3 separate regions of the Mus musculus genome follow, and regions 1 and 2 are each linked to region 3. The links are chromatin contacts, called in public HiChIP or PLAC-seq maps. All regions are on one chromosome and are shown on one strand. Each heading gives the region's core, a stretch centred on a gene start, on an enhancer-like site or on the middle of the called end of the contact. The rest is flanking DNA. Distances are from core to core; before and after follow the strand shown. Region 1 holds the start of Acadl (acyl-Coenzyme A dehydrogenase, long-chain). Region 2 holds the start of Rpe (ribulose-5-phosphate-3-epimerase). Region 3 holds the start of Creb1 (cAMP responsive element binding protein 1).

What was found. HiChIP or PLAC-seq counts read pairs in DNA pulled down with a chosen protein or histone mark.
Region 1: an H3K4me3 HiChIP or PLAC-seq map of pro-B cells shows a contact between it and region 3, with 5 times the contacts expected there. The contact joins the promoter of Acadl here to the promoter of Creb1 in region 3. A contact is called at or near these places in 2 of 39 promoter capture datasets (liver and pre-B cells) and 2 of 115 datasets of contacts at active chromatin or transcription factors (large pre-B cells and pro-B cells).
Region 2: a contact with region 3 is called in an H3K27ac HiChIP or PLAC-seq map of embryonic stem cells, with 6 times the contacts expected there. The contact joins the promoter of Rpe here to the promoter of Creb1 in region 3. A contact is called at or near these places in 2 of 39 promoter capture datasets (liver and pre-B cells), 1 of 484 Hi-C or Micro-C datasets (B cells) and 2 of 115 datasets of contacts at active chromatin or transcription factors (embryonic stem cells and microglia).

Annotation. Positions count from the first base shown.
Region 1 is chr1:66,861,914-66,864,613 of GRCm38.p6, reverse strand. It overlaps Acadl (acyl-Coenzyme A dehydrogenase, long-chain), which reads left to right and starts at 1,305. Exons shown (of 11, transcript NM_007381.4): 1 at 1,305-1,441. The coding sequence starts at 1,365.
Region 2 is chr1:66,699,467-66,702,166 of GRCm38.p6, reverse strand. It overlaps Rpe (ribulose-5-phosphate-3-epimerase), which reads right to left and starts at 1,336. Exons shown (of 6, transcript NM_025683.3): 1 at 1,139-1,336. The coding sequence starts at 1,260.
Region 3 is chr1:64,531,486-64,534,185 of GRCm38.p6, reverse strand. It overlaps Creb1 (cAMP responsive element binding protein 1), which reads right to left and starts at 1,382. Exons shown (of 9, transcript NM_009952.2): 1 at 1,166-1,382.

The DNA of each region.
Region 1 (2,700 bases), core at 56-2,555, 2.3 Mb before region 3:
AGAATACAGCTGATCCTACACTTACAAGCTTGTTTCTTATATGTATGTGTAAGGCCTGAGTCCGATCCCCAGGAATAAGTGTACACACACACACACACACACACACACACACACACACACACACACTACTTGTTTGTTTTTATTTTATAAAAGGAAACAATAACTTCATGATAAACCAGATGAACAGGATCTTAAACAAACGTGCCTCCAGTTAGCCTTAGCAAGAATGCAACAGAGCAAGGACACACACCATTTGCATTAATTCTGCCACTAGGAAACCCGGGGAAAAAAAAAAAAAGACAAAACAAACAGCCCCACCCCCAACCAGATCAAGTTACTCCTAGAAAATAAACGACTCTTCTGAGCATTTGTAAACATAGCCCTAGGGAAGCAGAAAGACAGGTAGATCACTACCAAACCGGCTAGCCAAATCTATAAACTCCAGGTTCAGTGAGAAACCTGGAGGGCAATTGATGAAGACATCTGATAGGAACTTCTGGACTCCACATGAGTGCACGACAGACAGACGACACACATGAATGAAATGTAATCTAAAATTATTTTTTTAAATAAAAAAAGACTATGTTTTCCAGATTGTTGGTGCCGTGAAACCCTAAAGCTTTTCTTTGAAACATTTCTGTATGTCCTACTCAGTGGGCTGTCAGTAGTTGATTGCTAACACAAAATGTCTTTCACTTTCACTATTTCAGATTCCGTAACTGTTGTTATTAGAAAGGCCCCCTTGCCTCCTTAGAAATCGATGTAATGTACACATTCTTTAGAGTTCAAAACCTGTCAGGCATTTCCCATTACAAATCATCAAATCCATAAACCCAAATAATACATGTCCTTGAATTGAACCAAAACAACAACAAAAAAAGGAAACAACCATATGCGAGTTCAAGTACTATTGGAGAATTGAACCAATTGTTATTCCGTTATCAAATATACTTACTTATTTATTTTCAAAGAGTAGCTACAAACGTTTGCAAGGAAAAAAACAAAACCAAAACAAACAAAAAACCCAAACCAAATCAGCACAATCCTTTACAGTGAGTACTCATACATTTATCGACATTCAGAGAGCTTTCCGAAGTTAGAAAATTAACTCCATGCACCTTTCAGTGCGGGGGTGGGACGACTCTCCAGGGAACCCTCGCTCAGCCCTGCAGCCGGGAGGGGAGGGCGCACGGGGCGTCGCGCAGAGCCTGGCGCAGACCCCGCCCGAGCTGGCGGCACCGCCCTGCGGCCCGCAGTTGGCTGTCCCCGAGGCCCGCCCCACCGTCCCGCCGTCCGGCCGCCCCTCTGTCCGCCTGCCCCCGCCGCGGAGCCCGCCAGTCCCGTCCGCCGCCGTCCATCCCGCCATGGCTGCGCGCCTGCTCCTCCGCTCCCTGCGCGTCCTGAGCGCCCGCTCGGCGCCACGCCCGCTGCCCTCCGCCCGGTGAGTGCGGGTACAGCCTGGGGTACCGGCAGCCGGGGCGGCGGAGCTCTGGGGATGGGGTGTGACGCGCTACGGTCAAGCCGGGGCGACGCGGCCGGAGGAAGGGACCGGGCCTTCTCTCCGGAACCCGGGGCTGCCCGCTGTGGCGTGGAGAACTCGGGGTGTCCCCACCACGGTCCGCCGCGCCCCAAAAGGCAAGGCAACCCCTAATGCTCGCTCCAGGCCTGGGCCCCGCCCCACGTCCTACAGTGTCCCGTGAACTGACTTTGAAAGTGTTGTCCCAGCTTTAGCGGGAGCGATCACCCCCTGGGCGCTCTGCCACCGAGTAGTGCGACCTTTAGCCCAGTTGGAACGGAGACTGGGGACTGCCACCTGACAGTGAACTTGGGACTTGGTGTGCGGAGGCGGGGACCGGAAGACCAGAGCAACTTCAATCATCCCGACTCAGGCGTCCAGGCGTAGGCCCCATCTGATAAATTAGTTGTACACTTATTACTAAATCCTTAAACTAATTAAATGTAGAGGGATTAATGGGCAGCTCCCAAGAGCTTTAGAGACTTTTGGGGGTGTTTATACTGAGATCAAGTTTTACCTGTCTAAAAATCCATTCCTTGGATAAAGCAGACTGGAAGTGTAAAGCTTTGTTAATTATGGTGGCAGGACATTTAAATGAGCTAATTAGCACATTGTTGCGAAGTACAATACAGTGCTGTGGTAAAGCTTATCCATCCGGAGGAGACTTGGGAAAGTTCCGAGGACTTTAAGATAGGAATGCTTTTCTATTCTCCGGAGGAAGTGATGTTCTGACGCTCTTAAAATTAGAGCACCCTGAAGATGAACAGAGACACCTGCATCGGTGGCAAAGGACAGGCCAGCTGACTCATTGCTGGATGCTGCGAAAGGGTGTGTTCCTATTGTTCTAGCTTTTCTTATTTCTTTTTATGTTAATAATATTTCTGTATTTTTTTAATTAGAGAACCCCCCAAATGATCTTATTTTGATTCAAGTGTGGGAAGAAGCTCTGCCTTACAGAGGATTATTGGAGAATGGTCAGTGAGCCAGGAGCTATAGTTTTATCGTCACGGGTTTCTTAAAGGGTTATGAGTATAATGGCCAACGATCCAGTTGAAAGGCAGTCTGAGTCAGCATTTATGGAGCGAGGCCTAGGCTGAGCCCAAGAACGTTTACATCCAGCTGCCAGGGCCTGAGTGTGCCAATGGGTCATTTCATTTAGTCTGACTTTTTTTTATGTAAATGAG
Region 2 (2,700 bases), core at 87-2,586, 2.2 Mb before region 3:
TAACCACGGAGAGCCAAAAGAAACAAAACTGCTATGGACAAAACAGCAGTGATGTTAAAAAGAATTAGTGTAACTGAGTGTGGGGACCCGTGCCCATAATCCCAGCATTTGGGAAGCTGAGGCAAGATTTTGAGTTTGAGGCCAGTTAAGATTTATACAGACCTTGTCTCAAAAAAACCAGAAAGAACAGCAAAACCTCCAACAAGAAACGAAACTGATGTAAATAACACATATTTGCCAATGTGACTGAGGGCAAACAGATTTTGCTTATTTGAAATAAATTTATTTTTCTATCTCACTCCCAAGGTCTTTTATAATTTTATGTAAACTTTCGGTGGGAAATGCTAGTCAAAAAGCCAAGAAGATTCAAGTTCCAAGTCTGTCACAATCTTCTGTAATCTTGAGCAAGTCCTCCAGCCTCCTTTGGGTCTAGGTTTGTTTCCTCACTTTAGAACCAACTTAGGAAACTTGTACCCTGATTCTGAGCATTATAACTACAGTGCTTAAAAATTACTTACAAAAAAACTGACCTCCCTGAAGAGCAGGGTGCCTGAAGAGAAAATAGACAGGAAAATCAGAATTCGAATGGGTTATTCGATACAACTAACAACTGCAGAGAATCTGTTACACGCCAGGCACTGGACTTGCTCGTTTCAAGTTCCCCAAGACGCGGAAGCGTTCTATGATCAATAATCCTTCCATTTTCCTCACACTGAACCCGAGTCCCAATCAAGGCTGAAGCGGCTTGCCTAAGACAAGTCGGCAAGTGGTCGAACTCCGGAAGCCCATCCAGGTGTCAAGCTGAGGCTGTCTGCCGGCTTTGTCGAGAACTAGTTAGTTATCTGAGTTCGATCGAGCAAGTCGCGCCTGTCCCGTTGGGCCTCAGTTTCTCTACGAGTTCACCAGAGGAAGATCCTGAACACTGGAGGTGGCTCCCGGGTCCTATCACCACAGGTTACGGGGTGGCGGGGAAAGGACCGGGCCCCAAAGTCAGCCAGGGCCGGCTCGGTGCCCTCGGCAGCGCGCTTGGCCAGGCAGCCCGTCGTCGCACAGGGGCGCCGTGCACCCAACAGGCGCTCGCTGAGGTGCAGCGACGCCGACCCGCGCGGCCAGCCCGCCCCGAGCCCCGCGGAGTTACCCGTCCATTACATCCAGGTGCAGGTAGTCGGCCCCCGAGTCCAGCATGCGCAGGCACTCGGCCCCCAGGTTGGCCAGGTCGCTGTTGAGGATGGACGGGCCGATCTTGCAGCCCGACGCCATGGTGCCGGTTCCCTAGAGCGAGTGAGCCCACGAGAGCCCGGGCCAGCCAAGACTCCGTCCCGATTGGGCGCGCCGCACTGGCTCCGCCCCCTCCCACCTCGCACTCTCTTCCGGACTCTGCCGGAAGCAGCTGCCCTGCGGCGAGGAAGTCCCGCCTCCTCCTGGGGGGGGGGCGTCAGCTGGCTGGCTAGGGGCGGAGCCAGGTGCAGAGCTTCTGCCTTCTGTCTTGGATTTCCAAGGATCTTCTGGCTTCTTTTCCTTTTGAAAGGGAAAATAGTTTATTGAGTACAATGTAAGAAGTTCTACGGGTTGATCAGCTAGACTACCACCTACAATGTAGGAAATTTGTTTTTATTTTTTTCTCTGTTTCATACACGTATAGCATATATTGTGATCATATTCAACCCCATTACCCTTTCTTACCCCAGCCACTCCTCCTGACCCCTTCTTCCCAATTAACTCCTCTCCTACTTAAATAACTTCACCTCACGTGTCTGTAGGTTTTGTGCAGGGAGCCACAGTTGCTTATGCAATCATTAATTGCAGCATTCCGTTGAACTTCCCCCACCCTCTGTCTCTTACAGTCCTCTCTTCTGAGATGTTCCTTAGTCAAGCTGCTGATAACTGGTGACTGCTGAGTACTCAGTGTAGGAATTTTTGCAGTAGCTGAAAGTATAACGTAAAAACAAAATTCTAGGCCTTTAGGCCCAGGCATGGGAATGTGACCTCTGTGACTTAATGATGCTAATCATAAAACAGATAGCGACATTCCTCCACCCACCCGCTTCCTGGGTTCAAAGAGTGTTCATTCAAAGAAAGTCACCCTGACCATTGCTATGCAAATGTGCTATTGTTAGGGGCTCTTAGAAACTGTCTTGAGAGATAACTGGAACAATTACCAGGTATTCCTTGTGACTCTTGTGACTTTGCACTTCCTTGGGACTCTTAACTGGTATCTTTGGTATTTTCCAACAAAGCCCTCCCCACTTCCTTGAGTTGTGGTTTCTTCCTTTAAATACCTCCTTACCCAGCTAATCGGTGTGCCACAGACCTCTACCCCTGCGTGGTGTATGACCGTGGGCCCGAGAGCCCTCTTGAATAAGTTTGCAGTAAGACCGTTTCTTGTGTGATTTGGGGTGTCGCCTCTCCTGAGTCAGAACGTGGGGGAGTCCTCACGTTGTGGGTCTTTCATAGCCAGTCTGATAGAGTTGCTATCCAGCCATAATTCTTGAAATGGATAAGTGGCGTAATGTCAAACGTATCCAGAGTCTGGGCCAGGAAAAAATGAAAAGGTACATGAAGATACACGTGGATAGAACAAGAGCAATTCCTAAAGAACAAGGATAGGGCTCTCATAGTTTTATTAAAAGCATGCTGGTAATTTAGATGCCATGGTTTCTGCAGGGGACACAGTTAGAAGACAATAGTCTTTAATATTCT
Region 3 (2,700 bases), core at 133-2,632:
GAGGAGCATGGCAGAGGCTAAGGGGAGATACGGATGACTCAAAAAACCTTGGCAAGACTGCCTCCCTTCAAATGACAGAAAACGAAAAGTACCTTCGCTAATACTAATTTCCCCTTCGATAATTTCTAAGGGTTTCAGAATGATTGACCTCAAGTGATCATTATCTTAGTGGAAAGGGTTAAAACCGAAACTGTTTTCAAGCACCAGCTTCCCTTTTACAAGATCCCAACAGTTTCTGCAAAAAGTTATTACATGTATGTTTTCTTAGCACCTCTTTCCTTCCCAAAAGAATGCATTCCCAGGACTACTGATTCGTTCTTCATCTTCAAAGCCGAGGGGTGAGGGAAATAGTAAAAAAAAAACAAAAAACAAAAACAAACCAAACAAAACAAAAACAAAAAACCCCAAACCCTTAAAACAGCCTAGGGCAGAAAACAGCATTTTCTCCGACCGCGTGGGAGCCGGGGAGAGGGGCAAGAATAAAATACAGCACCAGAGAAAACCTTGGGTTTCGAACTTTATTGCACAAAGAGCGCTGTAGAGGAAAGCAGGTCGGACGTTGCGGCTCGCCGAGCGGGCACCGCCGCGAAGGCGGCAGCACCTTCACCTCCTCTGCCCTCAACTGTCTCCTTCTTCTTCCTCCTCCTCCACCCCCCACGGGCACCCAGGCGGCGGCCCGGGCGGCCAGCCCGGCACAGCCGGGGCGAGCGAGCGTGCGAGCAGGCGGGCGGCGGCGGCGAGGAACGGGGGGCGGCGGCGGGCGGCCTCCCCCGGGGCGGCTCCGCTCCGCGCCGGCTCCGGCTCCGCGCCCGGCACGGCCGGGCCCGGCCCGGCCCGGCGGCGGGAACGCGGGCGCCAGCTTGCCGCGGCCGGCCGCCCGCTCGCTCGCACCCCGCCCCGGCCCGGCCGCCCCCCGCCATGAGCGCCGCCGCTGGCTGCAGGCAGAGTCGCTGCCGCCCGGCCGCCGCTGGCTCCAGTCCGCCGCCATTATTCTTTGTTCGCTGCGAGCGGCGGCGGTGTTGTGGGGCTCGGGCGGAGGCTCCATCTTTACCGCGGCCCCTCCTGCGAGGGGAAGGCCCCGAGCGCGGGTGTCCGGCGCCTCCCCGGCCCCCCTCTGTCCCCCCGGCTCTCTCCGGCTCCTGCCTCCTCCTCCTGCTCCTCTTACCGGTGGTACAAGCTCCTCCGTCACTGCTTTCGTTCGCGGCCCGGATCTCGCTGGAGTTTTATTCTCTCCCCCACGTAACACACCGCGTCAAACTACACCTCCGCCGCGTCACTCACCAACACTCCGCTTCTCCCAGCCGCCCGGGCCACAGGCAGCAGCAGCCGCCGCCGACTGAGGAGCCGCAGCCAGGGAGCCAGCCAGCGCCGCCCAGTGCCGAGTGCGCAGCGGCCACTCACGGAAACAGCCGAGCTCGACCCGGAGCCGCTCGACAGGCCCCGCCCCCGCGCTACTGGCGGAACCTGCCGAAGGCCTTCGGCTACTTCCCGGCGCTGCGAAGGGGTTGACCGGGGAAGCTGGTGTAGGCGGTTTGAGACCCGCTCTGGAGGCACGATCCGAGCCTCACTGTGGCGGGTGGAGGCTTCGGACGCCAGCTGAGGAGATTTGGAGGAAGCGGGGTTTGTGTGTAGCCAGATTTGGGGTGGTGTGGGGATTCCCGGGGTGGCGGGGACTTGCTGGAAACCCCCGCGCGGTCTGATCCTGCGGCGGAAGCAGACCGCCCGGGAACTTTGACGCGCCGCGAGGGCCCAGAGCCGCGCGGACGGCGCTGGAAGGTTGGAGACGCCGGCTACCGGCCAGGGGAGTCTGCCGGGCCGGAGCTGGTTCTTTGCTGGGAAGAAAGCTATGGCACAGGTGGCATGTGGGGATTCAGCTCCGCTTTGCGGCCAGCCAGAGCCCCTAGGTACTGGGTACCGTCCTCCCTCTGAGGCTGGAGAAATGATCAGCCATGCTGCTCTCAACACTTGAAACAGATCCCCACCCTACCTGCCCGCGACATCCTGTGCTGACTTTTCTCAGCCCTTTCTGCAGCGGTGGCACGCTGCTGCGGCGTGGCTTCCACCGTTTGCACCCCAGAACTTGACAGTGTGACTTCCGTAGCCTCAAAGCTACCGCAACTGCTCTCTGAGTTGCCCCTAACCGCCAGTTCTTCACCTTTTGTTGTTGTGCCGTTCAGCCCTCTTCCTATAGTTTTGTTCCTGCTGGACGCCAGCCCTTGTTGACGTTTTATAACACTGAGCTTGCCTTCATTCCGTGTGTCCTAGCCGTTCCCGCTTTCCCAAGGACATTATACTGAAGAGTAGCTTAATTTTCTTTTGTTTCTAACCAGAACTTTTAGCATGCTAACGTCTCTTCCTCTCTTTAAGAAGACTCTTGTGGCATTGGTGAGATGAATAAAGGCCCTTGCCACCAAGCCAGATAATCTAAGGTCAATTTCGAGAACCCACGTGGTAGAAGGAGAGAACCAGCTCCCATAAGTTGTCCTTTGACCTCAGCACTTACATCACAGTAGTATGTGTGGGCAATAAATAAAATATAGAAACTTCCTCCTTAAGCTCCTTTCCGAGTTCCACCTGTCTTTTACTGTCTCTCTCCATTTGCAGTGGCTCTGAATTGTCACAGTCTTCCTGTCTATGTAGTTTTGCATCTTGCATTTTCAAGACCATCCTAGCATTTGATGCTGTTTGACTCTTCCAAAC